Regions from separate parts of the Mus musculus genome. Here regions 1 and 3 are each linked to region 2. The links are chromatin contacts, called in public capture Hi-C and promoter capture Hi-C maps. All regions are on one chromosome and are shown on one strand. The core of a region is the stretch at or near the end of the contact, and the rest is flanking DNA. Distances in the headings are between cores, read along the strand shown. Region 1 holds the start of Zfp874a (zinc finger protein 874a). Region 2 holds the start of F630042J09Rik (RIKEN cDNA F630042J09 gene). Region 3 holds the start of Zfp58 (zinc finger protein 58).

Region 1 (2,751 bases), core at 114-2,613, 170 kb after region 2:
GACAGGTTTTTCGATCTCAGGCTTACAACCTCTGAGGCAAAAGTTTTATCTCTTGTTTTACTTAGGGAGATTTTAGTTCATCCTCCACTGAGAAACAGCTCAATATCCTTTCAGAAAACATCTGTGTCATTTCAAGTGAGGAATTAAACACTTTCCACGAGAGATTCCTAATCCAAGTGAACCATCTGTAAATTCACAATTCATTTCCAGGTAAGTGGAGGAAACATCACACACCTCAATCTCCAGTACGCAAAACTCTGACCCTGGAACCTAGCAATTTCTGTCACCTCAAAGCAAGACAAGAGTTATTGCATGTGTGATAGTTAAAAGCTAGCTCCATTTCCAACTAAGCTGTTGTACAACACAGCAACAAAAACAAACAGCAAACAAAAAACCAAAAAAAGAAAAAAAAAAAAACCCACATAGCAGAAAATCCCCAGAGTTGAGATACTTGTGGTGTGTGCCTTTAAAAATTCCAACCCCTATCTTCCCTTTTGCAGCAGTTCTCAAACTGGCAAAGGAGATTGTGGCTCTAAATAAAGCAGTTTGGGTTGTTTTTTGTTTGGTTCTCTCTCCTCTCTTCTCTCCTCTCCCTCTCCCCCTCCCCCTCCCCCTCTCCCTCTCTCTCTCTCTCTTTCTCTGTGTGTTTTTGTGTTTTGTTTTTCGAGACAGGGTTTTTCTGTGTAGCCCTGGCCGTCCTGGAACTCACTTTGTAGATCAGGCTGGCCACGAACTCAGAAATCCGCCTGCCTCTGCTTCCCAAGTTCTGGGATTAAAGGCGTGCGCCAGCACCGCCCGGCTGGTTTTATCTCATAATTCCTAGTTTTGTTCGGAGTTTTTTTCAGTGGTCTTGAACTCCGTGACAGACAGCCATAAAGTACAGAAAGGACCAGATCTCCTCTTAACTAAACTTACTGACAGATCCAGTAATATCCACGTGAGAGTGACCCAGCTAATGCTTCCACCAGAAAGCTGGAAAGTGTACGCCCAGAATCACCATGCCCAGGCAAAGACCTTCACCCAGCCAACACTGCCCAGGCAATCCTTGAACTTACAAGCTTCTCCATTCCTTGATTTCTGTCAGTCTAACGCAGGGGTCAGTCCCACCAACCCCCGCAGCGCCCTCTCACCAGCCCTGTCCAGAAAGCTCCTCCAAATCAGCTCTTCCCAGCTCCCATTCCATCCGGTCCCTGTTCCTTCCGGAACTATGCACCCCGCACAGACCCTGGGATGACTGAACCCTGGACCAACCTCCATGTCAGAGATCCAACGGGAGAGCACAGCAGGACCAGAGTCTGGCCCAGCTTTGGATAAGAGCCGCACATGCTTACTAAAAGATGAACTGTTTACTAAAAGTGCAGACCTGTGACGTCACCGTGCTGCAGACTACATTTCCCACAAGTCTGTGCGATGGCGTTGCAGGAGTCCTAGGAGAGTGAGTTGTATTATTTAAAGGTCCTGGATTTCTACATTGATGTGTGTCTGCAATGTAGTGTCACCTACTTAGGAAACAAGGAGACCATGAACTGTGTCCAGTTCTAACGAGCCGAATGTTTATGTAAGGTGCCGCTTTTCCGGATTTTCACTGTAAAGTTCTTAATTCCTTAATTTCCGTGGAGTTTACAGCTATTTGAGGAACCACCTCACTGCCAGTTAAGTGGCAATAAGCTAGTTTGCAGAAACCAGACCATGCGTTAATCATTTCAAAAGAGTTTTACAATTTTCTGGAGGAGGGAAGTTGCCAGGAACTTATCTTTTAGTAATTTAAGAGCGGGTGCCCGGCACACAATAAAGTTTCCTCACAGAGGACAAAGAGCAAAAGCAGGGACTCAGGCTGCTTTTGACATTCAAGATTCACAGCCTGCGGTGTCTTTAATCCCAGCTCACTGCAAGCAAATTCAGGCACCTCTGAGTTCCAGGCTGCCTTGTTTACAGTGAGTCCCTGGCCTGCCAGGGCTACACAGTGAAACCCTGTCTCAAAACAAAACAAAGAACAACAAAACCAGAAATATCCAGATTCATCACAGAAGATATTTGTGAATCAAGCCTTTCCATGTTTTGTTTGTTAAGTTTACAAGTTGTTGCTCATCAATATGTTTATTTTAATCTTCATTCTACATATTATAAAATGTTACTTAAGCTTGCAAAAAAAAAATAGAAAAATAGACAAAAGGAACTTGCCAGATGTTATGGATATGCCTTCAATCACTTGGGAGGCAGAGACAGGAGAAACTCTAGTTCTAGGAGAGCCAGAGGCCTGTACTGGGACTGTCCCAAAAAAAAAGGAGGAGGAGAGAGGGAAATAGTATGTTATATTGGCAGTTTTCCTTGGAAATAACAGAATCCCTTCTGGGCCAAACCAAGCTGCTCTGAGCAGCCTACTACCCAGGGAACCTCCACTCTCCTGCCACCTCTCCTTCACCTCCATCAGACTCCTGAACCACAGGTAAGGTTCCCTTCCCCAACCCTTCTTCCCTGCTATCTGAGTCCTCTGGGGCAAGCCAAGCTGCTGGAGCAGCCCGCCATCCGAGAGGTCCTCCATTCTCCTGCCACATATCTGCCCACCTTCATCAAACCTGAGACTCCTGAAGCATACAGAACCACAGGTTCGCAACCATACAGCCCAAGGCAGCCCATCAGAGGCCTGCCACACCAGGACCATCCAGGTTCACCTTCCTCTCAATCCGGCTACAATGAGAACATCCATGGAGCAAAAGCATCTAGATGGCTAAAGGCCCTCGAAACAACACA
Region 2 (2,700 bases), core at 195-2,694:
GTAACACATTCACAAAGAAACTCACACAATATGTATTCACTGATAAGTGGATATTAGCCCCAAACCTAGGATACCCAAGATATAAGATATAATTTGCTAAACACATGAAACTCAAAAAGAATGAAGACTGAAGTGTGGACACTATGCCCCTCCTTAGATTTGGGAACAAAACACCCATGGAAGGAGTTACAGAGACAAAGTTTGGAGCTGAGATGAAAGGATGGACCATGTAGAGACTGCCATATCCAGGGATCCACCCCATAATCAGCATCCAAACGCTGACACCATTGCATACACTAGCAAGATTTTATTGAAAGGACCCAGATGTAGCTGTCTCTTGTGAGACTATGCCGGGGCCTAGCAAACACAGAAGTGGATGCTCACAGTCAGCTAATGGATGGACCATAGGGCTCCCAATGGAGGAGCTAGAGAAAGTAGCCAAGGAGCTAAAGGGAGCTGCAACCCTATAGGTGGAACAACATTATGAACTAACCAGTACCCCGGAGCTCTTGACTCTAGCTGCATATATATCAAAAGATGGCCTAGTCGGCCATCACTGGAAAGAGAGGCCCATTGGACTTGCAAACTTTATATGCCCCAGTACAGGGGAACACCAGGGCCAAAAAGGGGGAGTGGGTGGGCAGGGGAGTGGGGGTGGGTGGATATGGGGGACTTTTGGTATAGCATTGGAAATGTAAATGAGTTAAATACCTAATAAAAAATGGAAAAAAAAAGAAGTACAACACCTGTTTAGATCGTCAAAATATTAGAGCAAAGAAGAAAGTCATAGAGGCAAAGGGGAGGGAGGTTGGGGATGGAGGTTTTGCAAAAGGGAAACTGGAATGGGGCTATCATTTGAAATGTAAACAAATAAAATGATTAATAAAAAAAGAGAGGGAGAAAAAAGAAACTCCCATATGTAATATTTATCCTTTAAAATTAACTAATATGTATACCAAAAAGAAGAAGAAGAAGAAAAAGAAGAAGAAGAAGAGGAAGAAGAAGAAGAAGAAGAAGAAGAAGAAGAAGAAGAAGAAGAAGAAGAAGAAGAAGAAGAAGAAAGAGAGAGAGAGAGAGAGAGAGAGAGAGAGAGAGAGAGAGAGAGAGAGAGAGAGAGGAGCTAAGGTATAAAACTGCTACCTCAGTAAGGTACCTTTAAGTTTTTAACTATATACACAGCCCCCCCTCCCTGCACTGCTCTGCTTTCTTCTAGGTGCACCCCCCACCCCCACCCCTCACCCCCATAGACCTTTAGGCCGTGCTGCTTTCCTGGACCAACCTCTGTGTTAGAGACACAACAGGAATGTACAGCAGGGCGGGACTCTTGCCCGATTTTGAGAAAGACTCATGCGCAAACCAAAAGCCTTATGAGGATTTCCTAGATGGTTCTCTGTGACGTCACAGTATCCAGACTACATCTCCCAGAAGTCTGTGCGAAGGAATTCCTGGAACTCAGGTAGGGTGATTGCTACTGTTGCTGAATTTGTTTCTGGAATCCCACAGTAGAGTATGGGAGAAAGATGCAGAGGCTGGAGGAGAGCCAATGGGAGTCAGGCTCGTGTTCACCGTCAGATCCACAACAGGAGCTATGTGAATGTAAGTTGAGCCTGTGACAGAAATGTTAGGCTTACAAGTCCTTTCTGGTCTGTATGTTGTAATTTTAATCTTATTACAGCCTGAAGAAATCACGCTGACTCGGTTGTACTTTAAAATATGCAAGTAATACACTAATGTGGGAAGGAAAATCATCTTAAGAGTCATTGATTTCTTTTAACTCCCAGCGGCTCTTGATGCCTCTTTGGTTCTCACGCTCACTGAAAATGTCTTGTTTGACATGGCACCAAAATTCTCACAAACTTACAAAACATTTGTCCAGCCCCATACTTAGTGGCCTTTCAACTTAAGGACACTTGACTGTAACTTTACTTTCTTTTCAAAGTCTACTTTTAGGGATGGTCCTTAACCACTTTACCCTCCCTTCTAGCACACCACCCACCAGAGGCAGTGAGAAAAAGATGATGTGGGGCAAGTGGACCTGTGAAGAAAGGTTCTTTGGAGCAACTCCTGTTTGCATTTTCAGGAAATCAGCAGTCCAGTTGATAGTTCGGCAGCAGCAGCTCAGTCCACTTGCAAACACTTCCTGGATACACCAGAAGTCCAGTTTGGTGGTGTCGGGATAGTAAACTCAAATCAGCAGCAGTGGCAGGAACAGCTAGGCCTCAGCCAAATCAGCACGAGGGCCCAGGAGGTATGCCAGAAGTTCTCTGCTGTGCCTCTCTCAGCAAAGCTGGGATCCTTGAAGACTTGAGACCAACAAGCACTGTACAGCCGGCTGCAGCAGCAAGCCAACCTTCACTGTCCAGCCAGTCCTATTTACACTCCCTCCAAATATCCTGAGTCCTCCATGGGTCTTGCCACAGCACATGTCTTGCCTCAGTGCGTGGGTCTGTCTCAGCTTACATCACTTTGTCAATCAGCCTGAGTCTGTGGAAGCCACAAGAAACTGCAGCATGGCAGCAGCAGTTTTTATTTTTTTCTTTTCTTTTTTTTAAAAAATATTTATTTTATGCCTGTGAATACACTGTTGCTCTCTTCTGATACCTGAAGAGGACATTGGATCCCACTACAAATGGTTGTTGTGAGCCACAATGTGGTTGTTGGGAATTGAACTCAGAATCTTTGGAAGAGCAGACAATGCTC
Region 3 (2,700 bases), core at 70-2,569, 220 kb after region 2:
TTGACACAAAACTAGCCAGTACACTGGTTGATGCCACATGTAAATCTGGCTCTCATTCCCCACGTGAGGAGCAGGAGCAGGGTTTCTGTTTTGGCTAACTAGAGATGCATTCTACACACTTTGATGTGCAGTGTAAGGAAGGAGAAGCCATGCAAGAGGCAGAAAAGCAAGGGAGGGGTGTAAACCACTGTGGCTGCTTCAGACAAGGAGAATTCCAGAATGGGAATGAGGTCCGTTTACCTTAAATTACATAAATGCATAACGTTCTTTAAGTTCTCCCTCACCCTGCTGACCTCACACAAACGCTTAGCAGCCTAAAACAAGGTGAGCTTTCCCCCCACTGCTCCGGGGGTCCCTGCTAATGGACTGGCTCAAGTTCAAGACCAGATCGAAGAATGTTTGTACAACAGTTGTGGGCCAAGTAGACATCCTGTCTTTCTTGAAAAGTAATCAACCAAAACTTAGGGATGGAACCCTTCAAAGGCTTAAGAAACGCCAGCCCTGAAGGTGAAGCGGGACATCAGCTTCCCCACCCCTCACTCTGCCTGCCAGTGGTTGCTTCTCTCCATGTGCCCACCGCACCTGTTTTCCCTCAGCCCTAGTCAAAGCTTTTCTTTATCAGGTGATTCTGGTAGATTTGTCCACGGTGCCCCAGAATTTCCCAGCTACGACCTGTTGTGTCTCTGATTTTTTTCTTACCCGTTTAATTCACCGACTGGCCGAGAAAAACGATGACAATCCTTGATCATACCGGCGTGCTGTGAAACGCTCGAGAGGCAGAAAACCCACCTATTTTAGATGAACTGAGAAAACCTCAAGATTCATCTGAGAGTGAGGTTCAGCTAGTAACAAAGTCTCCCCAGCCAAGCGGGAAAGTGAGCTCTCAGCACCGCCTGAGATGCAAGTTCGTCAGCTGACCCACCAAGCCTGATCTTTACACCATACCCCACTCCCGTGCAACCATCCTGCACTCCTGTCCCAGAAGCCCACGGTAGACTCGCGTTGTGCTCAGAGTTCTGACAAACATCAATCAGGGCACCGTCAGACACGCCCTCTCCCCAGCCCTGACCAGTATCTTTATGGACCAGAATGTAAGGACAGCGCAGGTCAGTTTCTCCCGACCTCCCACCCATCGCTGCTCTACTCGCTGCCAGATGGATCCCCGCACCTCGAACAATGCCTCAGGCTGCGCTGCTCCCTGGACCAACCTCTACGTCAGCGATGCAACTCGAGAGCTGAGCAGGACAGCACTCTCACCCAACTTTGGAGAAACAGCACACTTTCAGACTCAATTAAATACTGTTTCCGGAGCAGGTCCCTGTGACGACACAGTGGCCAGACTACAATTCCCACAAGTCTGTGCGAAGAATTTCCCGGAAATCAGCTAGGGCTGTTCCTGGATTTGTCACTGGCAACCCACAGGAGTGTATGAGAGAAAGAAGCCTACTATGCTTGACAGCCATTGGGAAGTCAGGCTGGTTTTCATCTCCAGATCCACAACATGAGATATATGAATATGAGTCGAGCCTTTGACAGAAATATTAGGGTTTCAGGTCCTTTCCTGTCCATGTGTTGTGATTTTAATCTTACTACTCCTTGAAAAAAAAAATCAGCACGACGAAGCAATCACTAGTGTGGGAATAAAAAAATATCTTTTAAAGATGATTTTTCAAACCAGCATTGATGTGCCTTATTATGCTCTTAGCTGCCTGGTGGCTTATGGAAGAAGGACCCAGGATCCAAGGTTGGATTGGGCTATTTATAGAGACCTTATTTCTAAATAAGATGGATAGGGAGCTAGTTTAAGGTAAAAGCCTTTGGGTGTAATGGCTTTGGCTCAACACTATGCTACATAAATAATTCTTGTTCTTCTGTACTGATACCCGGTGTGAGTCATATATATATCAGATTCTACAACTGGTAAAACTATTCCTGTGAACATTGGAACCCATACAGTACAGGAAGTGGGCCAAGACCACACAGGTGGTTTTAATAATTGAACAAAGTTAAGTTCAGCTCTTGAGATGAAAGGAAAGACCATCCAGAGACTGCCCCACCTGGGGATCCATCCCATATACAACCACCAAACCCAGACACTATTGCATATGCCAGAAAGATTTTGCTGACAGGACCCTGATATAGCAATCTCTTGTGAGGCTATGCCAATGCCTGGCAAATACAGAAGTGGATGCTCCCAGTCATCTATTGGATAGACCACAGGGCACCTAATGAAGGAGCTAGAGAAAGTAGCCAAGGAGCTAAAGGGGTCTGCAACCCTATAGGAGGAACAACAATATGAACTAACAAGGATCCCCCACCCCAGAGCTGTGCAGGACCCTTCATTAATGTATCCTTTACAGGGAGGCACATGACCTGACTGTGTAGTTTTATCTAGCTCAGAATGGTAACTCCTTTAAAAGGTTGTTCAATGGACTGCATTATATGACGTTATACATAATCCAAATATTTCCCAAGTTCCTCTCTACAAAGCAGAGGTTTTCTATCCATGTATGCATATATGGAATGTTTCCTATTTACCTATGGAACTTGTGCCTTTTGGCTGTTGTACTGGCTGGTTTTGTGTCAACGTGACACAAGCTGGAGTTATCACAGAAAAAGGAGCTTCAGTTGAGGAAATGCCTCCATGAGACCCAGCTGTAAGGCATTTTCTCAATTAGTGATCAAGGAGGAAAGGCCCCT

Evidence for each region. Capture Hi-C pulls out chosen DNA fragments and counts their contacts.
Region 1: a capture Hi-C map of embryonic stem cells shows a contact between it and region 2, with 2.2 times the contacts expected there. The contact joins the promoter of Zfp874a here to the promoter of F630042J09Rik in region 2. A contact is called at or near these places in 1 of 484 Hi-C or Micro-C datasets (embryonic stem cells), 1 of 115 datasets of contacts at active chromatin or transcription factors (embryonic stem cells) and 4 of 9 other capture datasets (adipose tissue, embryonic stem cells, liver and 1 more).
Region 3: a promoter capture Hi-C map of adipose tissue shows a contact between it and region 2, with 2.3 times the contacts expected there. The contact joins the promoter of Zfp58 here to the promoter of F630042J09Rik in region 2. A contact is called at or near these places in 2 of 9 other capture datasets (adipose tissue and liver).

Annotation. Positions count from the first base shown.
Region 1 is chr13:67,450,261-67,453,011 of GRCm38.p6, forward strand. It overlaps Zfp874a (zinc finger protein 874a), which reads right to left and starts at 1,364. Exons shown (of 4, transcript NM_177712.4): 1 at 1,252-1,364. The coding sequence starts at 1,257.
Region 2 is chr13:67,277,150-67,279,849 of GRCm38.p6, forward strand. It overlaps F630042J09Rik (RIKEN cDNA F630042J09 gene), which reads left to right and starts at 1,445. Exons shown (of 4, transcript NR_033540.1): 1 at 1,445-1,596; 2 at 1,985-2,700. It also overlaps a transcript of Zfp458 not described here.
Region 3 is chr13:67,499,203-67,501,902 of GRCm38.p6, forward strand. It overlaps Zfp58 (zinc finger protein 58), which reads right to left and starts at 1,320. Exons shown (of 4, transcript NM_001007575.2): 1 at 1,169-1,320.